Regions from separate parts of the Mus musculus genome. Here all the other regions are linked to region 4. A link is a contact called in public Hi-C and HiChIP or PLAC-seq data. All regions are on one chromosome and are shown on one strand. The core of a region is the stretch at or near the end of the contact, and the rest is flanking DNA. Distances in the headings are between cores, read along the strand shown. Region 1 holds the start of Plec (plectin). Region 2 holds the start of Parp10 (poly (ADP-ribose) polymerase family, member 10). Region 3 holds the start of Zfp41 (zinc finger protein 41). Region 4 holds the start of Zfp623 (zinc finger protein 623). Region 5 holds the start of Gpaa1 (GPI anchor attachment protein 1).

Region 1 (2,700 bases), core at 132-2,631, 270 kb after region 4:
GTTCCCAGCTGGGGGGAACCAGACCCTCACCCAGACCATGGGCTGGGTCAGCATCCCAATGCCCTGACCTCTGCCCTCCTAGGCAGTGCTCCTGAGCTGTGCCCTTCTTCCCATCTCATCTAGAGCCGCTCCACCTCCAGATCATGGCCAACTCCCAGCAGGCCAAGCACCCAGTCATGGGGGCCCTCAGTACTGCTCATGTAATACAGAATCTTAGCCACTTGGCCATAGGGGAAGACAGACTCAAGCCTCAGTGGACAAGCGGTTTGCCTGAGTCAGTCTCATGCCAGCAGATCTTCTCTACACGCCCACTTCTGAAAAGAGGGGCCCCTAAAGGGTGGGGGAAGGAGGTGGGGGCAAGGGCAAGGACAGTGCCTGAGAGGGGTACAAACACGACTATGCCAACAGCTGGTCCTGCCAGTCTTGGGGCGTTCAGGCCCCGCCCTCACCAGGATTTACCCAGAGGAGCACAAGCCACGTGGGTCCACTGGCTAGAACACCCATCACCCTCCAGCAGAAAGGGCGCCACCTGCTGATATGAACAGAACCATACACACAATGTACTGCCCCCCAGAGCCCACCAGACCTAAGTCCCAACACCAAAAACACCTACAGTCACTTCCCATCCCTCACGGCCTGGAGCCAAAATTCAGCTGACCTGTGGCTGGGGCAGGCTCCGGACCTGGTCTGGCCAGGGTCCCCACGGTGGTGGCAGACACCACAGGGGTTTCAGGTGCCCCCTCCTCACGCTCCTTCCTGCGATAGACCTGCCGCTCCTCACGGGCAGGGTCCTCAGCTGGCAGAGGCCCCCTCTTTGGTGGGCAGCCTAGGGGACCTTGCATGGTCTGCACATGGGGGGAGCGACGACGTGCAGGTATCACCATGGCGACAGGGCGGCGCACACGCTGCAGAGAGGCAGGTACAATCTCCGGTGGCAGGTGTAAGTACTGGCGTAGGTGGTCAATGCCCTCGTTGGTCAGGTACCAGTAGAAGTGGCACCAGGCAAAGGTCTCCCGCACCAGGCCCCGAGCTTTCAGTGAAGCCATGGCACGCATGACCTGTAGATTGGTGACGCCGGGCACATGGGGATGCAGGCTGCGGGGTCGCCGGTCCTTCTTGGCAACCATCACCCCCTCACGGAAGAGCACCTCATAGATGGCCCGTAGCCGGTCCAGCGGCATGAGCATGCCAGCCACCATGGCTGCTGGAAGCCTGCCGGTCAGCACAGGGTGAGGACAGCAGGTGGGGCACAGCCAGGAGGCTGATGAAGCTCCTTTGGCACAAGATGCAGCAGGGGCCACTGGCAAACAGGCAGGCAGGCTCCGGTTCTAAGCACAAGGGCGCAGGCTCAGGGGCAGTGCGGCTCCAGAGCCTTGCTCTGTGAATTCCTGCGCCGGCAAGGCTGCCTGTCTGAGCCTCCCGCCTGCCCGCCCTCCAGGACGCCTGGGCCGGCCCCCTCTGACTCAGCAGCAGGGCCGGTCCCTCCCACCCACTACTGGCGGGGGCCCCTTGAAGAGTGGGGGGCACCAATAAACTGCCCCTCCCCACCCGGGCCACATAGCTCCAATGTCAGAAATTACATGTGTTTCTAAAACACTTGTTCAAGGTTCTCAAGACTGTGTGAAGGCAGGACGGAGTGTAATATGGATCAAGAATCAACCCCGCCCCCCTCAGAAGAGAACAGATGGGCAGAAAACAGGGAGCAGAGAGAGCAGGAGGGTCCTCATAAGGACAGCACCCCCTCACTGTGATCTCAGGGTGAGGTGAGGTATCATCTGTCCATAGCTATCTAAAGGAGGGGTTGCGCAAAGTAGAAAACTAAAAGAATCCAAGGGAGGAAGATTAGGGTATGGAGAAGAATCTGGGGTGTGGTGGTGGCCAGAGACCTGAAGGAGAAGAGTGGGAGGAGCTGCCAGGACGCACAGACAGTTGGCGGCAGGCACCACTGCCGCTGTCCATCAGAAAAGGAAAGGGACAGTACTGTGCCCCTCTCACCAGATGACCATGGAACGTAACACTTCCACGACAGGCTAGATTAGGGTGGGTCCAGAAACAAAGCCACTTTCCAGTCCAAGACCTCTGAAGAGAGCTCTGGGTGAGGCCTCTTTCCTCCCACACCTTCAGTGCAGCTGTTGGACGCCAGGGACTCCCAGCTGCCATAGGGAATCAAAGTCACCAAGTCCCTAACACCCCAGGCTTGGTGGCCCTGACATCCAAAAATTCCCTACCCCCAGGCAGCCTGAGTGTCCACTTGTGGCCGGAGGGGCAGGTGCTGTGGAGAGGACACGAGGACACCAGCAGGAACTGAAGTGAAAGGAAGAGGACTGAGCTCATGCCCTAAGGGCTGCCTAGCACAGCTGTCACCTCTGCTGGGCCCTCACAACCGAGGGTCCCACACGCATGTAGCCTGTGCTGGGTGCCACCACCCAATACTCCAACTCTCCCTGTGGTGCCGCACCAAACCCCCCATGCCATTAAGGCTCTCCCTGAATGGACACACCCATTCCCACCAAGCACTGCAACCCCAGGAACTGATTATAAATAGGGCGGAGGCGGGGGATCCTGCGGTGGGAGGCGCTGGCCAGAGGCAGGCGGGCAGCCAACAAAGCAGTGCGTGGGGCGGGTTTATGGGCTGTCGCCATGGTGCCCCAGCAGACTCCAAACATACAGACACAGACCGGTGGCGGGTGGAAACTCTGA
Region 2 (2,700 bases), core at 23-2,522, 300 kb after region 4:
CGCATGACCAATGACTCCAGATTCTTGAGTAGCTGAATGGTCCCTGCCACTGACGCCCTCAGCGAGCGCTTCTGGCTCTAAGACATCATAGTGAGGGACAAGGCTCAACTCAATGCCCTGTAGCCAGTGTTTCTGCTTCAGCACCCGTTCAGCCACTGGAGGGAGAGAGAAGACAGAAAGCACACTGAGTCTCTAGCGTAGAGGAAGGGTCCTCCTAATTTCAGACACCACTTACCCTGCCATTGCTGAAAGGAAATAACAGTGCCTAGCTGCCCAGGCAGGCTGCGCAGACCCTCCAGGGGTCCGCCACCACTGCGACGCTCATTTTCCAGGTAGAGCTCCAACAATAACAGGTCCACAGGAGAAGCACTGTCCACCACACGTACTGCTCGGGTCTGGGGCACCCAGGCCAAGGACACAGTGGCTCCATTCAGGGGCAGATTCCGGGCCTGTTCTGCCAGGGCACTGACCTCTGTGGGCAGTATATGAATCAACTCGGGCACCCTCCTTAACTAGAAGCTATGCCGCCCCCCCCACCAGCCCTGCCTCTCACGTGCCTCTTACCTGCCTCAGAAAGGGGCGTGGATAACTGGACCAGGGCACAGTCCTGCCGAGGACTGGCCAGGGCATGGCAAGTCTGCACGGGGTGTCCTGCAGCACCCAGCAAGGCCTGAACATGTTGCTCCAGACTCAGAGGTGAAGTGCCAGGTGGCAGGTGTTGGAGAAGCACACGTTCTGGGGCACGCGGTGGGGCTGGCCTCAGGCTCAGTCGGACACCATGTAGTCGGTGCTCTGCCTGGGCTAAGACCCTCTTTGCATCTGTGAGCAGAGATGAAAGTGTCAGAGATGGCAACGCTTCAGGGCACCCAGGCAACCTCTTGATTCAACCTCCTCACCTGCAGGATCTTGAAAGATGAGGACACCCCCACAGCCAAGTCTCTGCCAGCTCAATAGAAGTCCTCCACCCGAGCGACGGTGGTTTTCAAAGTACAGAGTAATGAGCTCATCTGGTATTTCTGGGGGCAGTCCCCGGAGCTCCAAGGCTGCCCCTGCCTCCACCTCTGCCATCAGAGTCCTGGGCGGCAACACATGGGAGGAGAAGAGGACCACTCACTTCCCCTGTCCAGTCCTCTCTCCCACGCTCTCAGCTGCTCCCCAGCACCCCATATTTACACTCACCCCTGCTGTCTCAGGCCAGTGTCTCAGGCCAGTCAGTTATGCCTGCTGTCCTTCCCAGGCAGAAGGCCTAAGGTAGGAAAACAAAAGTGAAACTGACTGGGGACAGGAAAGAGGGAGGAGCTAAGCCAGAGGCTGTAAGTAGTTCAGGAACTTCCTCTCCTGCTCTAGCCTTAATCCTCAGTCCACAAGGAACTTCTAAGGACCTTTCTGCCGAACCACCCACTAGCCTCTTAGCTAGTGGGGTAGACCAGATGTCTCCTAGACTTTCTCTTCTTCTTTGGCTTCTCTTTGTGGCTAATCACCCTTCCTATGGGATGCTTGAGATACAGTCACACTGTCAACCCCCCACCCCAAGAATCTCTAGGCTTCTGTGCCCTGGGTCCCAGACATGAGCAGCGCTGATCTTAGAGGCTGGCCCCTGGCTGGGTCCGGCTCTTAGAAACCGTCAAACCCAGAGGATAATCAGCCTTGCTTCTAAATGCTAAGGGTGAGCAGTTCCACCCTTCGCCCCCCAAAATCTCAAACCCAGAGACGAATTTTCTGGTCCCTGGGTCTCATATGATAGAGAACTGATTCCTGCAAGTTGTCTGTCTTCCATGTGTGTGCCACAGCATGGCGGGTGCACGCATAAACAAACAAAGGTGACTGTTTAAAAGCCTAATGCTCAGATCATAACACAGCTTTTCCCTTGTGATTCCCTTCAGCCCACATCTGCCTAGTCCTTCTTTCTATGCTCCTTGCTCATCACCATTGCCCGCGATGTAGCCACTGTGCTGACATGCCTTTCTGCTGTTCATCCTTCCACAGAAGGGGAGCCGGAATCACAGACAGGACCCAGAGGGCCTCGCCTCACACCTAAGCTTTGCCATTATTATTATTATTATTATTATTATTATTATTATTATTGATACCGGGTATCACTCGGTAGCCCAGACTGCCTGAAACTCAGTGTGCAGGCCGGACTGGTTTTGAACTAGAAAGGATTCTTCTGTCATTCTCAGTCCTGAATGGTGGAGATATAGGTGTGGACAAGCATGCCCAGATTGGAGGCTGTGCCTTGAGAAGTCACTTTCCTGTCCGCCCCCATAGCTTGCTTGTTTCTTTCATCTCCAGAGCTGCTGCTCTCTACCCACACCTTCCAGTCAGGCCAGCTCGACCTCTGCTGTTCTTCCAAAGGATCATGGGGTTTTGCCCAGTCTATATGTCTAACCCTGTAGTCCTTGAATCTCCATGACCTCCCCCACAATCGAGAGCCTCCAAGACTTCTTGAAGGACCATGCTACCCTTTTTCCTTCTCTGCCACCCCCACTGTGGCTCCTCCACAGAGGTGACAGGGGACCAGCGGCTGCTACAAATCCCAGGAGCCAATGACAGTGAAAGCTAAAGTCTAATTGTCCCCAGTTCCTATCCCTCTAATCCCTTTTCATACAACACACCTGGGTGTTTATTTGGCTCCAACCTCCCAGGTCTCAGCTCTTGCCTAAACCAGTATCCCTGGACCATCTCTAACTTCAAATGACC
Region 3 (2,700 bases), core at 155-2,654, 320 kb before region 4:
TCATTAGAGGATAGGTAAGAGACTGGGGACTACATGAAAGATGGCAGGAAGCACACAGGCCACTAACCTTCTGGGGAAAGCAAGCAAGGAGATGCCCTACCTCCCTGTACCAAATGCTGGTAAGCCAGAAAGCCCCATGCCACTGGTAGGAATGAATGAGAAATGGCACAGGCTCTCTGGAAAGCAGCTTGTCTGTTTCTTGCAAAAGGCAACATGCAGTTTGGGACCTAGCAACTGCCTTCCTGGGCACGGTCCCAGGGAAATGAAACAGCACGGGGGGAGGGCGGGGGGGGGGGCGCTGCTTCCCAACAACCTTGTAAACACGTCCTTCAGTGGACAAAGGATCCCAAAGCTGTGATGCACACAGCGCAGAGGCAGCTGTTCAGGAGGCTGAATGAACCACCATTCAATACACAGCCACTCTTGTGAATCTAGACAGCGATGCCTGAATGATAATCGGCAAGCTCCGCCAAGTTGCACGCTGGACAATTACATTTATCTAGCATGTTGGCGTTGAATCTAAACGGATGAGGTGGAGACGACACTTAAAGAAAGGGTCTGTTAGAGGTTTGATACAGGCTTCTGCAGCACAGGAGGCACTAACACTGTGTACTAGTCATGTAAAATGGCGCCCCCAGGGAGACTTCACCAAGCACACAACAGCTCTCGATTCGTTTCTCATAACTTCATTCTCCAAGCGCCGTGGGCCACACCTATCGTCCCAGGACTCGACCGAGGCAAGAGATTGCTAGTTCTAAGCCAGCCTAACCAAATATAATAGTGGAGAATATACCCAGAAAGTCGAAAGAGCACAAGAAGTGACTAGATTTAAATATCTGTAAAGGCCCGCGTTAAGGACAGAGCAGGGGACCCTGGCTTTGCCGGAAAGGAGGGGCGGGGTCGGATGATTCCAGGGGGCTACAGGCCGTGCACTACTGGGTCCGCCATCCCGGCGTGCCACAGATGGCAAACCCGATGACTGAGAAATAACACGAAGCCTGCAGAAGAAGGCTTGGAGTCCTGAGAAGAGGCGCACGCCGGGAGAAAGGCGCCGCCCGCAGCCCAGAAGCTTGCACAGGCACAGACGCCTGCTTAGCATCCTCTCAAGCGAAGCTCGAGCCCGCAGCCACAGCATCACAAGGAGCGAGGGCAGTGTCTCCTAGAGCCGACCCGAAGGGGCGGGGAGAGGTAGGCGGGCCTACGGCCGCAGCACGGGATCACAGAGAGGCCGGGCGGCTGCTCCTAGAGCGACACCAGAAGGGCGTGAACGAGCAGGCGGGGCTCCGGAGCTTGCGGCGGTACCACCGAGAACCCGGCAAGGGTCCTAGAGCGGCACTGGAGTGGGTTTCGAGCGGTGGGCGGGGCTTAGGGTGCGCGGCAGCACCACCGAGAGGCCGGGGAAGGTAGAGCGGCACCAGAGGGGCGGGCGCCTTTAGGCGCGGGAGTGGCGGGCTCAAGTGGGCATTGTTAACGGTCGCCCGCCCGCCGGTCAGCCTGCTTACGGCCACGTTCCGCCGGCGTCTGTGCTCGGCACCCATCAGGTACTCTCTGCGTGTGTGCACGGTAGCCCCGACCGGGCGAAGGCCGGCTTCTGAGTCGTTTCTCTGTGGACCACCTCGGCGGTGTTGCAGAGGTCCTTGGAGGCGGGGAAGGTGGGCCGGGCTACCTAGCGAAGCCCCTTGTTGCTGGATGCATTGAGCGCCTTATCCTGCCGGCTCCAGCAGCTCCTTGATGGACCTGAGTCCCTAGGTCAGCGGAATTCAACTAAGTTGCCTGAATCACTCGCACCTACTCCTGTGCACAGGCCTGTGAAGAGAGGGGGCAATAAGCTAAGTCGCTGGGGTCTTCTCTGGTTTTAATGACTATTTAAGTTTTCAGTGAGGATGGTCCTTGGTGAGCAGACACAGACACCTGGGTCCCGCTTGTCATTCCTCTCACCAGAGTGATGGTGTTTGAATTGGTACTGAGTGATGCTGCAGACAGGGACTCTCAGGTGTCTCCTGAGCTGTCCCACAAAAGACAAACACTTTCAGATGCTGACATAGAGCAAACAGTCACCTAGCCGCCTGGATCTTGGACTCTGAATCCGGATAAGAATTTTATCTGCTGGGTTAGATATGTGGGTATTTGTCAAATGCTTAGAACAAAATACAGTGTGTTCCCAAAGTGTTTTTGGGAAAGTGTGGGTGCTCTAGATGGAACTGCCAGCAGAGCCCACCCCTTTGGGCCTCTGGGAGTAAAGGGGATGGTGCAGGTTTAGAGATAAAGAGGGGTCACATAGAGAGAGCCTCATCAATACAAGAGGCATCCTTTGGGGGTCTGATGGGGTTTGCTGTGGATTATGAGGAGAGCCCTGAGTTTTCCAGGCTCAGAACCAGGCTGTTGTATGGTAGAGTTACTTCCTACTCCAGGGTGTTTGCACAGTCCCAATGTGGGCGGGTAGAGAGGATAAGGAAGAACGGGGAAGGTTCTGTTTGGGGAGGTGGAAAATGGCCATCGGTCCATGATGGCTATGGCTTTCTCTGGGATGAGTGAAAATCTTGTCTTCAGGCCCAGGAGTGTCTGTGGCTGAGTGAGAGAGTCACTCAAAGAGATGAGCATACAGTGGACCAGAGGCTCTGAGCTCAGCTTATAGGCCTGGGGCTAGAGCTCTGGGGAGTCCACTTTAGTCTGAGGGGCTCATCATGTGAGCAGCTGGAA
Region 4 (2,700 bases), core at 112-2,611:
AACTGCAACCCTATAGGTGGAACAACAATATGAACTAAGCAGTACCCCGGAGCTCTTGTCTCTAGCTGCATATGTATCAAAAGATGGCCTAGTCGGCCATCACTGCAAAGAGAGGCCCATTGGACTTGCAAACTTTATATGCCCCAGTACAGGGGAATGCCAGGGCCAAAAAGGGGGAGTGGGTGGGTAGGGGAGTGGGGGGGGGTATGGGGACTTTTGGTATAGCATTGGAAATGTAAATGAGCTAAATACCTAATAAAAAATGGAAAAAAAAAGATTCTGGGATTCAGGTTAGCTGAGGCTGAAGAATCAGCTGTAATGAACAAGATACCAGGACTACTAAAGTGAAACCTTTGCTTTGCTGTGATACTCGATGCTGGTCAGCTACAGCTGAAGAATTAGTAGTGATTAAGAAGAAACTAGCATCATTGAGGTAAAAACTTTCTAAGTATTTCCTAAGAGCTACACAGAAGCTGTGTTCCAGAAGCAGCCAAGGTTGTCCCTCATGCTGGCAGCTGAACTTGGTAGCATAAGAGTCACCCAGGTGGTACTTACTGGTTTTGAAGACATGAACAGTTCATGGAGGGCAGCTGAGGCTTGGCACTGTGCAGTTTCAGTGGCAGATTTTTTAAAAACAGGATATAAAATATAGAGATAAACCCACACAATTTTTTTTTTTTTTTTGTTAAGACCTAGATGACTCTTAAGGTTGTACCTTCCACGAGGCTGAAGAGATTCCTTGGGGTTAAGATCAAGCAGTTGGTTGGTGCTCTTCCAAAGGATCCTGGTTTGATTTCCAGCACCCACATGGCAGCTAAGAACTGTGTCTATAATCCCATTTCCAGGAGAATATAATGCCCTCTTCTGGCCTCCAGGAGCACCAAGCACACATATGGTGAACAGACATACACACATGCAAAACACTAAAACACACAATAAAATAAAGTTCTGCCTCCATCAGTGAGTGAGCTTGGCATTCTAGGCTCACACCTGACTTTGCAAAGTTGTAAAATAAACTGCCTCGATTTCACTACTCTGAGTCTCCAGTGGTTTATTACAAAGATGTTGTGTCATAGGCACAGCGGCTCAAAGTTGTCTTTCCACCATAGGCATACACACATAAGATAATGATAAAGATGTTCTAAACGCTCAAAGCTAAAACCAAAAGCTACATACAGAACCATCACTAACAACCAACAAGAAATCTTTACTAAAAGCTCTCTAAAGAGCCTGCCTTTCCCAGCTCTTCCAGGGAAGTCTGACGACATCTACTGCCTAGCTTCGCCGCTAATCCCACACCCACGTGCGCAAACAGGGCTCTCAGCCACCGCGTCTGCGCACTGGGTCCTCCGGCTGACCGCAGGAATCTGGCCCGGAAGTCTGTGACAGGGAGACGGCCCCGGCCCCCATTCTTATCCTAGAGTGCCTACGGATGTCCTCCGGGCGGAGCCTCGGGCAGTTTCCGGCCGGGGCGTGCGGCAGCGGTGCGGGCTTTGTGGCCGCCCGGGGTTACCCGCCTGGATGCTGCTCGGCTTGGTTCCGCGCCGTCCTCTCGCCGCCGAGCTCCGGGTGAGTGAGGCGGAGCGGCTCGCGCGGGTGGGCGGGCTCGTGACCGGCGGGGCTCAGCGAGTTGGTTGGTGTCCCGGGCCGGCTGCACTTCGCTTTGGCCTCTGTCCGTAGCTCCTCGCTTGGTTCGGGCCGGAGCCTTGCGTCTCCTCGCCGAGCTGCGGGCGGTAGATGCATGGACCGATCGTCCGCAGACATCGAGGCCCTCGAGGGTTGCACACTCGGCCTCGGCGCCTGCAGGTCGGGCCCCCGGATGGCTGCTTGAAGGCTAAGCCGCTCAGGTGATGGAATGCAGGTGCGCGCCACGCTGCTCTTCGGCTTGGACCTTGCCCTCCTGCCTTCTGCCTTCCCTCAGTCCTTTCGGCCTCTGTCCGAGGGGATGCAGTGCAGGCACCCCAGTGCTTCAGGGGTTGAAGATAATATGTGTGTTGGACAGAATCAGCTCCGTATGTCATGAAGGAGGATTCTTAGGTGGGGTGAGGTGTCATACAAGCTGTTCTATTCCATGAAGTGTCTGAGTCAACGTCTATGACATCTCTGTGATAATGCCAGGGACATTTAGTCCTCTTTGCACCCGGCCCCACCGTGGTCCAGGAGTCCCCAGGGCTTGAGTGCTATGCTAGAGGTTTCCCGGGATATTAGCAGAAGAACAGTTCTAAACTCAAGTAGTTTTCCAGGTGGAGAGCTGATATTCACAATCGCCCTGTGCTCTTCTAGACATCGTTCCTTTGAGACCCATTACAATGAAAGAAACAAATGTCTTCTGATCACGAAGAAATCAGACTCCCCATGCCCCTCGCGCGCGCGCGCGCACACACACACACACACACACACACACACACACACAAACAAACATATACACATCAAGTTTTAAGGCAGAGAGCAGACCTTTGTTCCTGTCACGGATGTGGCATTGTATCTGTTTTAATACTTGGCATAATGATGGCATTCTTTTTTCATATGGGAGGTATAGAGAAACCTCACAAGCCAACACATGCAGCTATGGACACTCCTGGAGCCTTGGGGGTGGATTTCTGGTTCTGGAATGCGTTGGAGGATGATATAGAGAGAGGGTAGACCTGGGAAAGTACCCCCACTCCCCTACAAGACTTATGGTCTGATCTGGAAGTGGAC
Region 5 (2,700 bases), core at 132-2,631, 390 kb after region 4:
GAGTATGAATCTGCATGCGAATTCAGACTTTCTTCACCCTTAAGCTTGGACCTCAGACTCCTCCAACACACCAGATTTGTGCTGAGAGCCCTGAGCCTCAATTAGGCAGGGTTTTTATACTAGTTTGATCAGGGAGCAGGGGTCTCCTGCCTGTCAGTTGCCTTATTTCGCAAAGTTATCTTTTTTTTTTTCCTGTTTTTTTGAGACAGGGTTTCTCTGTGTAGCCCTGGCTGTCCTGGAACTCACTCTGTAGACCAGGCCTGCCTCTGCCTCCTGAGTGCTGGGATTAAAGGCGTGTGCCACCACCGCCCGGCACAAAGAGGTATCTCGATGCACAGGGTTTGGTCAGTGATGAGCAATTTATCTGTAACCGTTGCAATGGTAGGCACTTTCCCTCTATTTCCCTGATTGGCTCTGGCCCAGGGCAGTTTCTTCTTGGACTTGTCGGTGGTATTTCTATTAACCACAGTTCAAACCGGGGACCAACAAACTCAAGTTGGAATCAGCTTACAAATTGGAGTTTCCCCCTTCGCCTATGTTGGTCACTCAAGTCCTCCAGCTAAGGAGTGTGCCATGCTTACACAGCCCATCAGGGACAGGAGCACAAGGCCGAGGTTGCACTCAGCTGGCTATGGGTGTCCATCATTAAGAGATGACATTATGACGTAACGGCAAAATTAGCTATTCAGAATCAGCCAAATAATTTTATGTTTGAGGATCATCACAACATGAGGAACGGTATTAAAGGTCAGAATGTTAAGAACCACTGGACTAATGTCTTCTTTCCTTGGGCCTTTCCTCCCGCTTACTTTGGGCTCTAGGAGGATAGCCACCTTTTGTTGCTTCTTGGCCATCTATCCTTAGGCCCTTACCCCTGCAACCTTTTAGAGAAACTACCTTCATCGCCACCACCACCCATCTCCTCTGGCCACCAACTCGCCCACTGTGCCAGTGAGCCCACTGTCTTAAGGTTCATGACATCCACAGAAATGATTTAGCGTCGAATCCTCAGTTCACACGGGTCCCTCAAGTCATAGCTACAACACTGTCATTCAGTATCTCACTTCAGCAGGCATCAGTCTTTTCTCGTCGTTCTAGCTCTCTACCCACCTGCGTTACACTCCCGAGAACCTTTAGGCAGGCACACTGTCGCTGCTCTGTCGTGAGATCCGCCAGCGTCCCGCCTTCCAGCTGCTCGCCCGCAGCTTCACAGCCCCAGGTTCCAGTTCCGCCCACTGGCCATGACTGCATCCCGTACTTCTCCAGCCTACCTCAGTTTTGAGCACGCGCAGAGCTGGCGACCTCAGTTGTGAGCATGCGCACAATCTGGTTTCCCAACTCCGTCTGCCGCTACCAAGAGTAGTGGCGCGATGGATCCTGGGACCGGAAATTAAGGCAGCACCGGGCGCCGGGTCCGACAGGAACCCTGCTCTTGGAGGTGTCAAGCTGCCGCGAGAGCAGAGCCCCGCGCCCCGCCATGGGTCTCCTGTCGGACCCGGTGCGCCGGCGCGCGCTCGCCCGCATCGTCTTGCGCCTTAACACACCTCTCTGGTGAGGGCGGGCACAGGGGGCGGGACTGGCGGGAACTTGAGCTGCTGTGGCTCCACACGCGCCTACTGCTCCAGGGTCTGCGACCTCTTTGCAAGTGTCACTCAGACACTGAGCTTAGAGCTCTGGTCCCTATCCATCGCTGATCTAGGGTCTTAGATCTTTTTTCCTTTCCGGAGGCAGGATTTCTCTGTGCAGCCCTGGTTGTCCTGGAACTTATTCTGTAGACCAGACTAGCCTCGAACTCAGATCCGCCTGTACCTGCCTCTGCCCCCTGAATGCTGGGATTAACAGCGTGTGCTGCCACTGCCCGGCTTTGGCTCCGGGTTCTTAATGGCTTGGACCATCCCGCTGGACCCTCTGGGTCATGGTGGAAGCCACGAGCTAGCGTTCCAGGTCGGGCTAATTCCGAGCCCACTCTGTACTCTCTCGCAGTGTGCTGAGCTACGTGGCCGGGATCGCCTGGTTTCTGGCGCTGGCTTTTCCGCCGTTAACCCAGCGCACTTACATGTCTGAGAATGCCATGGGCTCCACCATGGTGGAGGAACAGTTTGTAGGTGGAGACCGCGCTCGGAGCTTTGCCCGGGACTTCGCTGCCCACCGCAAGAAGCCGGGGTGAGTGCCTAGCAGCGGGCTGGGGATTTCAGGGGCGGCCGAGACCAGGGAGCTCTACTTAGAGGCTATCTTTTGTGTCTCCAGGGCTCTGCCAGTAGCCTGGCTGGAACGGTCCATGCGATCCGTAGGGCTGGAGGTCTACACCCAGAGCTTCTCCCGCAAACTACCCTTCCCGGATGAGACCCACGAGCGCTATGTATTGAGGGAAAGGGGTGTGCCTGGGAGAAAAGCACATTGGAAGGGTGGCCTGGGTTGGGTGTCTTGTTGAAGTGCCCTGAAACCAAGAAACTCTGGGAGGGATGGTCTGAAGAACTTTAGTGGTGGGCATTGAAGTGCCAGGAAAAAAGACAGGCTTCAGGCTGTCCGCTGGAGGGTCTGCTGAGGCTTTCCCATCAACTCTTTGTGCAGATGGTGTCAGGTACCAACGTGTATGGCATCCTGCGGGCCCCACGTTCTGCCAGTACCGAGTCCCTGGTGCTTACTGTACCCTGTGGTCCAGATGCCACCAATAGCCAGGCTGTGGGGTTGTTGTTGGCA

Evidence for each region. A called contact is a pair of places that touch in the nucleus more often than the background predicts. HiChIP or PLAC-seq counts read pairs in DNA pulled down with a chosen protein or histone mark.
Region 1: a contact with region 4 is called in an H3K27ac HiChIP or PLAC-seq map of trophoblast stem cells, with 9 read pairs. The contact joins the promoter of Plec here to the promoter of Zfp623 in region 4. A contact is called at or near these places in 6 of 39 promoter capture datasets (cranial neural crest, embryonic stem cells, hippocampal neurons and 3 more), 4 of 484 Hi-C or Micro-C datasets (B cells, LSK cells and embryonic stem cells), 10 of 115 datasets of contacts at active chromatin or transcription factors (astrocytes, embryonic forebrain, embryonic stem cells and 6 more) and 2 of 9 other capture datasets (adipose tissue and embryonic stem cells).
Region 2: a contact with region 4 is called in a FOXA1 HiChIP or PLAC-seq map of pancreatic cancer cells. The contact joins the promoter of Parp10 here to the promoter of Zfp623 in region 4. A contact is called at or near these places in 8 of 39 promoter capture datasets (the 3T3-L1 cell line, 3T3-L1-derived adipocytes, embryonic stem cells and 1 more) and 3 of 115 datasets of contacts at active chromatin or transcription factors (bone marrow-derived macrophages, effector CD8 T cells and pancreatic cancer cells).
Region 3: a contact with region 4 is called in an HNF4G HiChIP or PLAC-seq map of pancreatic cancer cells. The contact joins the promoter of Zfp41 here to the promoter of Zfp623 in region 4. A contact is called at or near these places in 3 of 484 Hi-C or Micro-C datasets (embryonic stem cells, rod photoreceptor and uterus) and 2 of 115 datasets of contacts at active chromatin or transcription factors (embryonic stem cells and pancreatic cancer cells).
Region 5: a contact with region 4 is called in a Hi-C map of olfactory sensory neurons, with 4 times the contacts expected there. The contact joins the promoter of Gpaa1 here to the promoter of Zfp623 in region 4. A contact is called at or near these places in 5 of 39 promoter capture datasets (the 3T3-L1 cell line, cranial neural crest, hippocampal neurons and 2 more), 7 of 484 Hi-C or Micro-C datasets (the C2C12 cell line, the G1E-ER4 cell line, LSK cells and 2 more), 3 of 115 datasets of contacts at active chromatin or transcription factors (astrocytes, embryonic stem cells and pancreatic cancer cells) and 1 of 9 other capture datasets (pancreatic islet).

The regions. Positions count from the first base shown.
Region 1 is chr15:76,204,940-76,207,639 of GRCm38.p6, forward strand. Plec (plectin) reads right to left here and starts at 1,382. Exons shown (of 33, transcript NM_001163540.1): 1 at 659-1,382. The coding sequence starts at 1,199.
Region 2 is chr15:76,242,168-76,244,867 of GRCm38.p6, forward strand. Parp10 (poly (ADP-ribose) polymerase family, member 10) reads right to left here and starts at 1,273. Exons shown (of 11, transcript NM_001163575.1): 1 at 1,180-1,273; 2 at 897-1,075; 3 at 565-819; 4 at 236-472; 5 at 1-155. The coding sequence starts at 1,068.
Region 3 is chr15:75,615,280-75,617,979 of GRCm38.p6, forward strand. Zfp41 (zinc finger protein 41) reads left to right here and starts at 1,405. Exons shown (of 3, transcript NM_001044718.2): 1 at 1,405-1,541.
Region 4 is chr15:75,939,591-75,942,290 of GRCm38.p6, forward strand. It overlaps Zfp623 (zinc finger protein 623), which reads left to right and starts at 1,362. Exons shown (of 2, transcript NM_030199.3): 1 at 1,362-1,569.
Region 5 is chr15:76,329,913-76,332,612 of GRCm38.p6, forward strand. Gpaa1 (GPI anchor attachment protein 1) reads left to right here and starts at 1,382. Exons shown (of 12, transcript NM_010331.2): 1 at 1,382-1,551; 2 at 1,984-2,163; 3 at 2,248-2,359; 4 at 2,572-2,700. The coding sequence starts at 1,478. Exosc4 (exosome component 4) reads left to right here. Exons shown (of 3, transcript NM_175399.4): 3 at 1-758. It also overlaps a transcript of Oplah not described here.